3 separate regions of the Sus scrofa genome follow, and all the other regions are linked to region 1. A link is a contact called in public HiChIP or PLAC-seq data. All regions are on one chromosome and are shown on one strand. The core of a region is the stretch at or near the end of the contact, and the rest is flanking DNA. Distances in the headings are between cores, read along the strand shown. Region 1 has its middle 23 kb from the start of OSBPL8. Region 2 has its middle 26 kb from the start of KRR1. Region 3 overlaps GLIPR1 (glioma pathogenesis-related protein 1).

Region 1 (2,700 bases), core at 150-2,649:
AAATAAGTTACCATACAGTACTGAGTAAATTTTTCTGTGCTGTACAGTAGGTCCCCATTACCTGTTTTTTCGGTATTTAGTAGTGTGTATATACATCAGTCCCAACACTCTAATTTATCTCTCCCTCTGCCATGTTTCCCCTTTGTAAAACATAAGTTTGGTTTCAAAATCTTTGTTTCTGTTTTGTAAATTCTATTGTATTGTTTCTATCAGATTTTACATATTAGTGATCTCATAGATTTGCCTTTCTCTCTCTGACTTACTTCACTTAGTATGATAATTTCAAGGTCCATCCATGTTGCTGCAAATGGCACTATTTCATGCTTTCTTAATGGCTGAATAATATTCTATCAAATATATGTGTCACATCTTCTTTATTCATTTGGTTGCTATCAGAAAACTACTAGAGCTCATTGATGAATTCAGTAAATTTTCAGGATACAAAATTAATACACAGAAATCCTTTGCATTCCTATACACTAATAATGAAATATAAGAAAGAGAAATTAAGGAAATAATCCCATTTACCATTACATCGGAAATAATAAAATACCTAGGAATAAACCTACCTAAGGAGCAAATTGCTTGTACTCTGAAAACTATAAGATACTGATGAAAGAAATCAAAGAATACACCAACAAAAGGAAAGATATACTATGTTCTTAGATTGGAAGAATCTATATCCTCAAAATGATTTTATTACTCAAGACAATCTACAGATTCAGTGTAATCCCTATTAAATTACCAATGGCATTTTTCACAGAACTAGAAGAAAAAAATTTTAAATTTGTTTGAAAACATGAAAGACCCCAAGTAATCAAAGCAATCTTGAGAAAGAAAAATGGAGAAGGAGGAATCAGGATCCCTGGCTTAAGACTATACTACAAAGCTACATTCATCAAAACAGTATGATACTGGCACTAATACAGACATATAGATCTTTGCAACAGGATAGAAAGCCCATAAATAAACCTATGCACCTATGGTAAATTAATCTACAGCAAAGGAGGCAAGAATATGCAATGGAGGAAAAAAATGATCTCTTCCCTAAGTGGTAGAAGGAAAACTAGATTAGCTACATGTAAAAGAATGAAATTAGAACATACTCTTAACACCATACACAAAAATAAACTCAAAATGTATTAAAGACCTAAATGTTAGACCAGATACCATAAAACTCCTAGAGGAAAACAGAGGCAGTATGCTCTTTGATATGTTACAGCAGTATCTTTTTTTTTTTTTTTTTTTTTCCTTTTCAGGGCTGCACCTGCAGCATATGGAGTTTCCTGGGCTAGGGGTCAAATTGGAGTTGCAGCTGCTGGTCTACACCAGAACCACAACAACACAGGATCAGAGCTTTGTCTGTGGCTTACACCATAGCTCATGGCTGCAGCTTGCAGCAATGCCTGCTCCTTAACCCACTGAGTGAGGCCAGGGAGCCAACCCACATCCTCATGGACACTGTGTTGGGTTCTTAACCCACTAAACCACAATGAGAACTCCTCATACAGCTTTATATAAAGAAACCAAGCAACCCAATTAAAAAATGGTCAGAAGGTCTAAACAGATATTTCTTCAATGAAGACAGACAGATGGCCAAAAAATTCATGAAAGTTTACTTCATGGGAGAAAATTCAGGGAGTTCCCATCGTGGCTCAGTGTGTAACAAACCCAACAAGGATCCATGAGGTTGAGGGTTCAATCCCTGGCCTCACTCAGTGGGTTACGTATCTGGCGTTGCCATGAGCTGTGGTGCAGGTTGAAGACGTGACTCAGATCTGGCGTTGCTCTGGCTGTGGGGCAGGCCATCGGCTGTAGCTCCAATTAGACTTCTAGCCTGGGAACTTCCATATGTTGTGGGTGCATCCCTGAAAAAGCAACAAAACAAAATAAAATAAATAAATAAAATAAATAAAAATAAGAAAGTTATTCAACATCACTGATTATTAGAGAAATGCAAATTAAAGCCCTTAATGTTAGAGTAAGCAGATGTGAACTTGTGTCTTGGCTCTGTCAATCACTAGCTGCTGTGACTCTGGGCAAATTACTCAACATCTTAACTGAGGTTAACAATTTCCCCATACTTAGGGGAAAGGATAATAATAATATCCTTAAAAAATACGTTGTAGAATTGCATGCAAAGTAGTTAGCTCAGTGCTGGGCCCATTCATACAATACACTCAACCAATGGTAGCCACCTATCTTTAGATATTTCTTTTTTTTTTTTTGCTATTTCTTGGGCCGCTCCCGCAGCATATGGAGGTTCCCAGGCTAGGGGTCGAATCAGAGCTGTAGCCGCCGGCCTACGCCAGAGCCACAGCAACGCGGGATCTGAGCCGCGACTGCAACCTACACCACAGCTCACGGCAACGCCATGTCATTAACCCACTGAGAAAGGGCAGGGACCGAACCCACAACCTCATGGTTCCTAGTCGGATTCGTTAACCACTGCGCCACGAAGGGAACTCCTATCTTTAGATATTTCAGAGTACTAACCCAAATTTTAAGTAAAGGAAATGAGAATTCTGACCATGCAGCCAGTGTAATTTTATTTCCCCCTGTCCCTTGGCATATGGAGTTCTTGGGCCAGGGATCAAATCCAAGCCATATTACTACGCCACAACTGTGGCAACGCCAGGGCTGGGGATTGAACCTGCTTCCTGGCATTGCAGAGATGATACCCATCCCATTGCACCACAG
Region 2 (2,700 bases), core at 192-2,691, 920 kb before region 1:
AGAGAAAAGGCAGGGATAGAGAATGGGGGTTTTGCATCATGAATAAACAGGCCATGGTTAATACCACAAAGAAATGAAAACTGTCTGAGGAGGGCAGGCAGAGTAGAAATGACCTGGGAAACTAAATTCTAGAAAGCATCAATGTTTGATAGCAAGTGGGTGATGAGATGAAGAGTGGGAGGAAAGTCCTCTAAGACAAAAAGGCAGAATTTTAGTGAGGAAATTGTGTGTGTGTGTGTGTGTGTGTGCGTGAGTGCGCACACGCACATGAACATACTTCTAACTTGGGTCCCATTTAGGTATTTCTGAGATACATCTATTCACCATCCTCACACCCATGCACACACACACACTTCTAACCCAGGCCCATTTAGGCATTTCTAAGATACATATCTCTTCACTATCCTCACTTTTTGTAAGAACTCCTGATGGACAACAAAAACTCATTATCTGGAAATACAAGCATTAAAAGTAAATACCTAAAACCTTGAAATTCTTGGGTACGGAATTAGAAAAGAATTAGAGTTTTGTCATGAAGCTCATTTTCTTATCGTCCAGTAGGATAAGACCATTATTGCTCATAGTTATTGTTAACAGAGAAGTTAAAAAGCTATTCTCAAAGAGAAAGACATCCCTTTACCTGTACAGTAACTAACTAAATACCCCTGCTATTAACCCAAACTGAAAACAAGGAGGCAAATTTTAATTAAAAATATTTATAGCAAGTGGAATACCAGCTGTTATTTTCTTTCACCACTCATTGAATGTTTTGCAGCTGGCCATAATTCTCTCTTATTTCCATCAGCTTAACCAATAATAACAACTGTTCACTAGGTAAGGGATGTTTTATTATTACCCACATGATATGTAGGAACTGGTAAAGAAATCCTTAATTGAAAAGTTTTCAAAAGAACCACACTTCGGGTCTGAAGAATCATTGTTTAAAGGACTTTTGTTTCTTTAAATAGGTAAAAAAATGCTTTTGACCTCAGAAGTATCTCCATCGTCATAAGGCTCAAACATCTCTACAAATTTCCTAATCTATTGCCTTAAAACTATAAGAACATCTTAGACCACATTAAACAAAACTAGGAAAAACAAAACAGGAAGGGGTATTTGGAGGAGCTAAAGAGTGTACACAAGAATGAATTTGATGCAATAGTTACGGTGTTTCTTGAGATCATGTTCCTAGAGATGTTAGCAACCCTGTTCGTGAATCAAAACACCACTGAGTCAGGGCCTAATCACAGCTTTTTGTTTGTTTGCTTATTTGTTTTGTGTACAAAGTTGCCAGTGTTTCTGTGTCTTGTTAAGACTCTCTCTTCCAGTTAGTGAAAAACAGAAGTCAGATGAGAATTCAATGAAACCAACGGAAGTTGCTTAAACCGATGACACACATCACGAAAAGGAATTTAGCAAATTTAAGACATGCGTTCAGAGAGGAAACATGACTCACTTGAAGGGGATCCACGATAGTGCCTGCTGCTCAGAGCAGTGTTGCCTTGGTATTTATACTCATGTGGAGCAAAACGGATCTGTTAGCATGATTTAATAAGGGAAGGAAAAAATGTTTTCTTCGAGAAAAATGTACAAAACAAGCAAAAATATAAAGAAAGTAGATTCTAACAGAGTTCATGGTCCTGCTGTCAGGGGAGATGGCAGGAAAAAGCTGAACTGAAACTGTGTTCCCATAAGCAGATCAAGCTACCCATAAATGGCACATGCTCCTTTGGTATACTACTTTCTAAACATGTCGCCAGCTTCCACTTACTAGAAACCATTACTTATGGAATTTAATGAGATACCAGAGGTCAAAATCCCTTGTAGTTTCCAAATGTCTCAGACATTAATTTTTTTCTTACTTGATGAACTGATTGAATTTAAAAAGAAAACAAACACTGGAAATGAATAAAGCATTTTTTTCCCCCTAACTTACATGTTCCTTCTAGTCAAAACAGAAAACAATGAAGGATATTTTAAGGTAACTTTCCTTTCCTTTGTATTTAAGTATGATGCTTTTTATGGTAGGAGCCATCCTTTTTTAAACAAAAGGAAGCAGACTATTGTAGAGAAAGATGGAGGAGAGCAAGCCAGAAGCTGGAGACAGAGAATGGAATCACCTGGGTCTGAAGCACAGACTTTTTGATTGTTCTTTTTCTTTTTTCTTTTTTTTGTTTTGTTTTTGTTGCTTGCTGAGCCTGCAGCATGTGGAAGTTCCCAGGCCGGGGATCCAACCCACAACACAACAGTGACAACTCTGAATCCTTAACCTACAGAGCCACATGGGAACTCCATGAAGCAGAGATTTCTTATAACTGCTCTTTCACCTTCACAAAGAACTTGCTCAAGCTCTGAGGTGGTCAGTTGCAATATTTTGACTAAATTTATAGTCAGGAGGCTTTCTCTTTACCTGTCTTTATTTTAAGGAACTTACTTCATTGTCTGTTTACAAGTAACATAAAGGGCTCGATGACTTTAAAGGGTTCTTTCTGTTCTGATTTTCTTCTAAAACATTATTGAGTGCCTTCATCTGACTGGCTATACTAAATGTATGGCAGGCAGAGAAATAGTCAAAAAGCCAAATTTACTTCTAAATGGGTCAGAAACTTCATTTTAAATAGATTAGAACTGGGAGTTCCCGTCGTGGCTCAGTGGTTAACGAATCCGACTAGGAACCATGAGGATGCAGATTCGATCCCT
Region 3 (2,700 bases), core at 10-2,509, 970 kb before region 1:
GGAGAGAGCGGGACTCTCCAGCAGGGAGGGCTGGTAAGTAGCTGCATTCAAAGTGTTAATATAAGATGATGAAAAGAGCCAGCTCATAAGTGGCCTGTCACCATGTAGAGAGGTGCCATATCCTATGAACTTAAAAAAGTAGCTAACAGGAGTTCCTGTCATGGCTCAACAGTTATGAACCCAACTAGTATCCATGAAGACGTGGGTTGGATCCCTGGTCTTGTTCAGTAGGTTAAGGATCTGGCGTTGCTGTGAGCTGTGGTGTAAGTCACGGGTGTGGCTCAGATCCTGAGTTTCTGTGGCCATGGCCAGCAGCTATGGCTCTGAACAGCCCCCTAGCCTGGGAACTTCCATATGCCGTGGGTGCAGCCCTAAAAAAGACCAAAAAAAAAAAAAAAAAAAAAAGCTGGCATAGTATGGAGAAACACAGAGATGAGTAGGGGAGCCTGCCATACACATACTGGGCTTTGTCAATCAAGGTGGGAGCTGCAGCTGCTGCACATAAGCACAGGGCATACCTGATGCCTTAGGGTCTAATTGGCTTGAGGAATATACTATAGAACATATCTGAGAAGCAAAAGATTGTCCTAGAATGCCTGCAGCATTCCCACTATTTTCATGGAAGTATAGACGAAACAGTTTGTCAAAATAAGGTAAGCCAAGAACCTGGAGGGTGGACAAAGCTAATTATTAAAGCTTCAAAGGAGAAGAATGCCTCCAAAGGCCAGGAAATAGACTCTGGGCTGATATCTTGAGAGAAGAGCATACACAGGTTTAGCAAAGGCTGCAAAATTAGGAGTCCATTGGCAGCAGTAGTCAGCTGTCCCTAAAAATTTACATAGCTGTTTTTTCATTGGGCAGAGAGGGGGTGGACAAAACTGACTCAACCCCATCACATTCACCATTGTGAGTGAATTCTAGGTCGAAGGATGATGTTAACCAGATACTTCAACCACAGTGTGCTGATATGACTCCAAAAAAAATGTTTTTGAGAAGTATTTTGCAAGAACTTTACTGAAGTAAGAGAGATGTTTTTAGTTAACCACCAGAGCCTCTGTAAAAACTGAGACTGTTATTCTTGGAGATTCCAGAATTTCCTTTGGAAACATCCCCCCAACTCAAAGTCTGACGAAGCCTCCTAGAAATCCATGTAGGTGCTGTGTCACTGAGAACTCCCGAAAAGACAGGGTTAAGAGCACAAAATGAGCTGCAAACCATACATGGATAAACCCTTCTTCAAACTTGCAGTGACCTCTAGTTCTGCTTTCTGTCTTAGAGCTGAATACTGTACAGACTGTGCTTTGTGAAACTGAGAGGCACGCACCCCCTTGGCACCCGCAGTGCCTCTGGATTCCAGCGGCCGGGAGCTCCATGCCAAGCAGCCTGAGCATGCGAGTCACACTGGCTGTGACAGCCTGGATGGTCTCTTTAGTCTCCAGCTCTTCCTCTCCAGCAAATTCTCTACCAGATATCAAAAATGAGGATTTCATCAAAGACTGTGTTCGAATTCACAACAAGCTCCGATCAGAAGTGAACCCAACGGCTAGTGATATGCTGTACATGGTAAGAAAGGCATCCATCCCTGAGGCATAAGTCAGTCCAAAACAACTAAGGGGGATTGATTTTTTGGAGGTGAATCCTTGGTAATCTTCAATGATTTTTCTTACTGATTGAAATGTGCCATCAATTCATCTGTGATCAAAAAACCCACTTTTGCCCTGCCTCCTCAACCCTTGCTACAAGCAAGCCCAGCAAGTATGTTTTGTTTCTCTTTTTGGCTGCTTCCTCTCTTTGGGTCTTTGATGTAATTTATGTCTCTTGTTTGCCTGCTAATTCTTGTGAGGTTTGTTTTTTTTTTTTTTTTTTTTTTTGGTTTTTCTTTGTCTCTAAATTTTTTTCTTTTCTTTTCCTTTCTTTTCTTTTCTTTTCTTTTCTTTTCTTTTCTTTTCTTTTCTTTTCTTTTCTTTTCTTTTCTTTTCTTTGGTTGCTGATAAGACAATTGACTCAGGAAGGCAGCACAGTCTCTAGGGGATTTCAGTTAAGTCAGACTTGGGTCTGAATCTCTGTAGCTTCGAGCTGTTTTTTTTTTTTTTTTCTTTCTTTCTTTTTTTAACAGCTGCACCTGCAGCAAAGGGGGCTAGGGGTCAAAGTGGAGCTGTAACCAAAGCCTGCGCCAAAACAACAGCAATGCTAGATCTGAGTTGTGTCTGACCTACACCGTGGCTTATGGCAATGCCGGATCCCTTAACCCACTGAGCAGGCCAAGGGTCAAACCCACATCCTCAAAGATCTCATGTCAGTTTCTTAACCCACTGTGCCACAACAGGAACTCCTTGAGCTGGTTTTTAAACTTTCTGTGCTATTTTTAGTTATAGGAGCTACTTTAGTTATTAAATTTCAGAAAATAGGTACATAAAATGGGCCTTCCATGAAATGTGGGTCTGTGTCACTCACTTTGATTCTAAGTGCCTCAAAACTAGGTCATTGTATTTCCCACTAACCCTAGTCAAAACCTGAAGACTGTGATATGATCCTCCATATAGAACTTACCTGGGCTGTTCCTTCTCTCTTCTGGACATTGCACCTCATGTCTCATCCACATTCCCACTTGGCTCGCTCCAGTTACATTGTTGGTTAACAGGTTCCATTCTTACTGTTTCATATTTATTTTTGCAGACTTGGGACCCAGAACTAGCCAAA

What was found. HiChIP or PLAC-seq counts read pairs in DNA pulled down with a chosen protein or histone mark.
Region 2: a contact with region 1 is called in an H3K27ac HiChIP or PLAC-seq map of alveolar macrophages. The contact joins two enhancer-like sites. A contact is called at or near these places in 1 of 47 Hi-C or Micro-C datasets (embryonic fibroblasts) and 1 of 2 datasets of contacts at active chromatin or transcription factors (alveolar macrophages).
Region 3: an H3K27ac HiChIP or PLAC-seq map of alveolar macrophages shows a contact between it and region 1. The contact joins two enhancer-like sites. A contact is called at or near these places in 1 of 47 Hi-C or Micro-C datasets (retroperitoneal adipose tissue) and 1 of 2 datasets of contacts at active chromatin or transcription factors (alveolar macrophages).

What each region holds. Positions count from the first base shown.
Region 1 is chr5:39,766,397-39,769,096 of Sscrofa11.1, forward strand. No RefSeq gene overlaps it. Among named protein-coding and RNA genes, the nearest start is that of OSBPL8, 23 kb to the left of the region's middle. Within about 2 kb of position 1,400, at least 1 of the 83 cell types and tissues checked has an H3K27ac peak or open chromatin away from gene starts, as enhancers often do. A contact at or near this core is called in alveolar macrophages, where this site is marked.
Region 2 is chr5:38,846,465-38,849,164 of Sscrofa11.1, forward strand. No RefSeq gene overlaps it. Among named protein-coding and RNA genes, the nearest start is that of KRR1, 26 kb to the left of the region's middle. Within about 2 kb of position 1,442, at least 27 of the 83 cell types and tissues checked have an H3K27ac peak or open chromatin away from gene starts, as enhancers often do. A contact at or near this core is called in alveolar macrophages, where this site is marked.
Region 3 is chr5:38,793,257-38,795,956 of Sscrofa11.1, forward strand. GLIPR1 (glioma pathogenesis-related protein 1) reads left to right here. Exons shown (of 8, transcript XM_021092049.1): 3 at 1,277-1,563; 4 at 2,677-2,700. The coding sequence starts at 1,372. Among named protein-coding and RNA genes, the nearest start is that of KRR1, 27 kb to the right of the region's middle. Within about 2 kb of position 1,260, at least 50 of the 83 cell types and tissues checked have an H3K27ac peak or open chromatin away from gene starts, as enhancers often do. A contact at or near this core is called in alveolar macrophages, where this site is marked.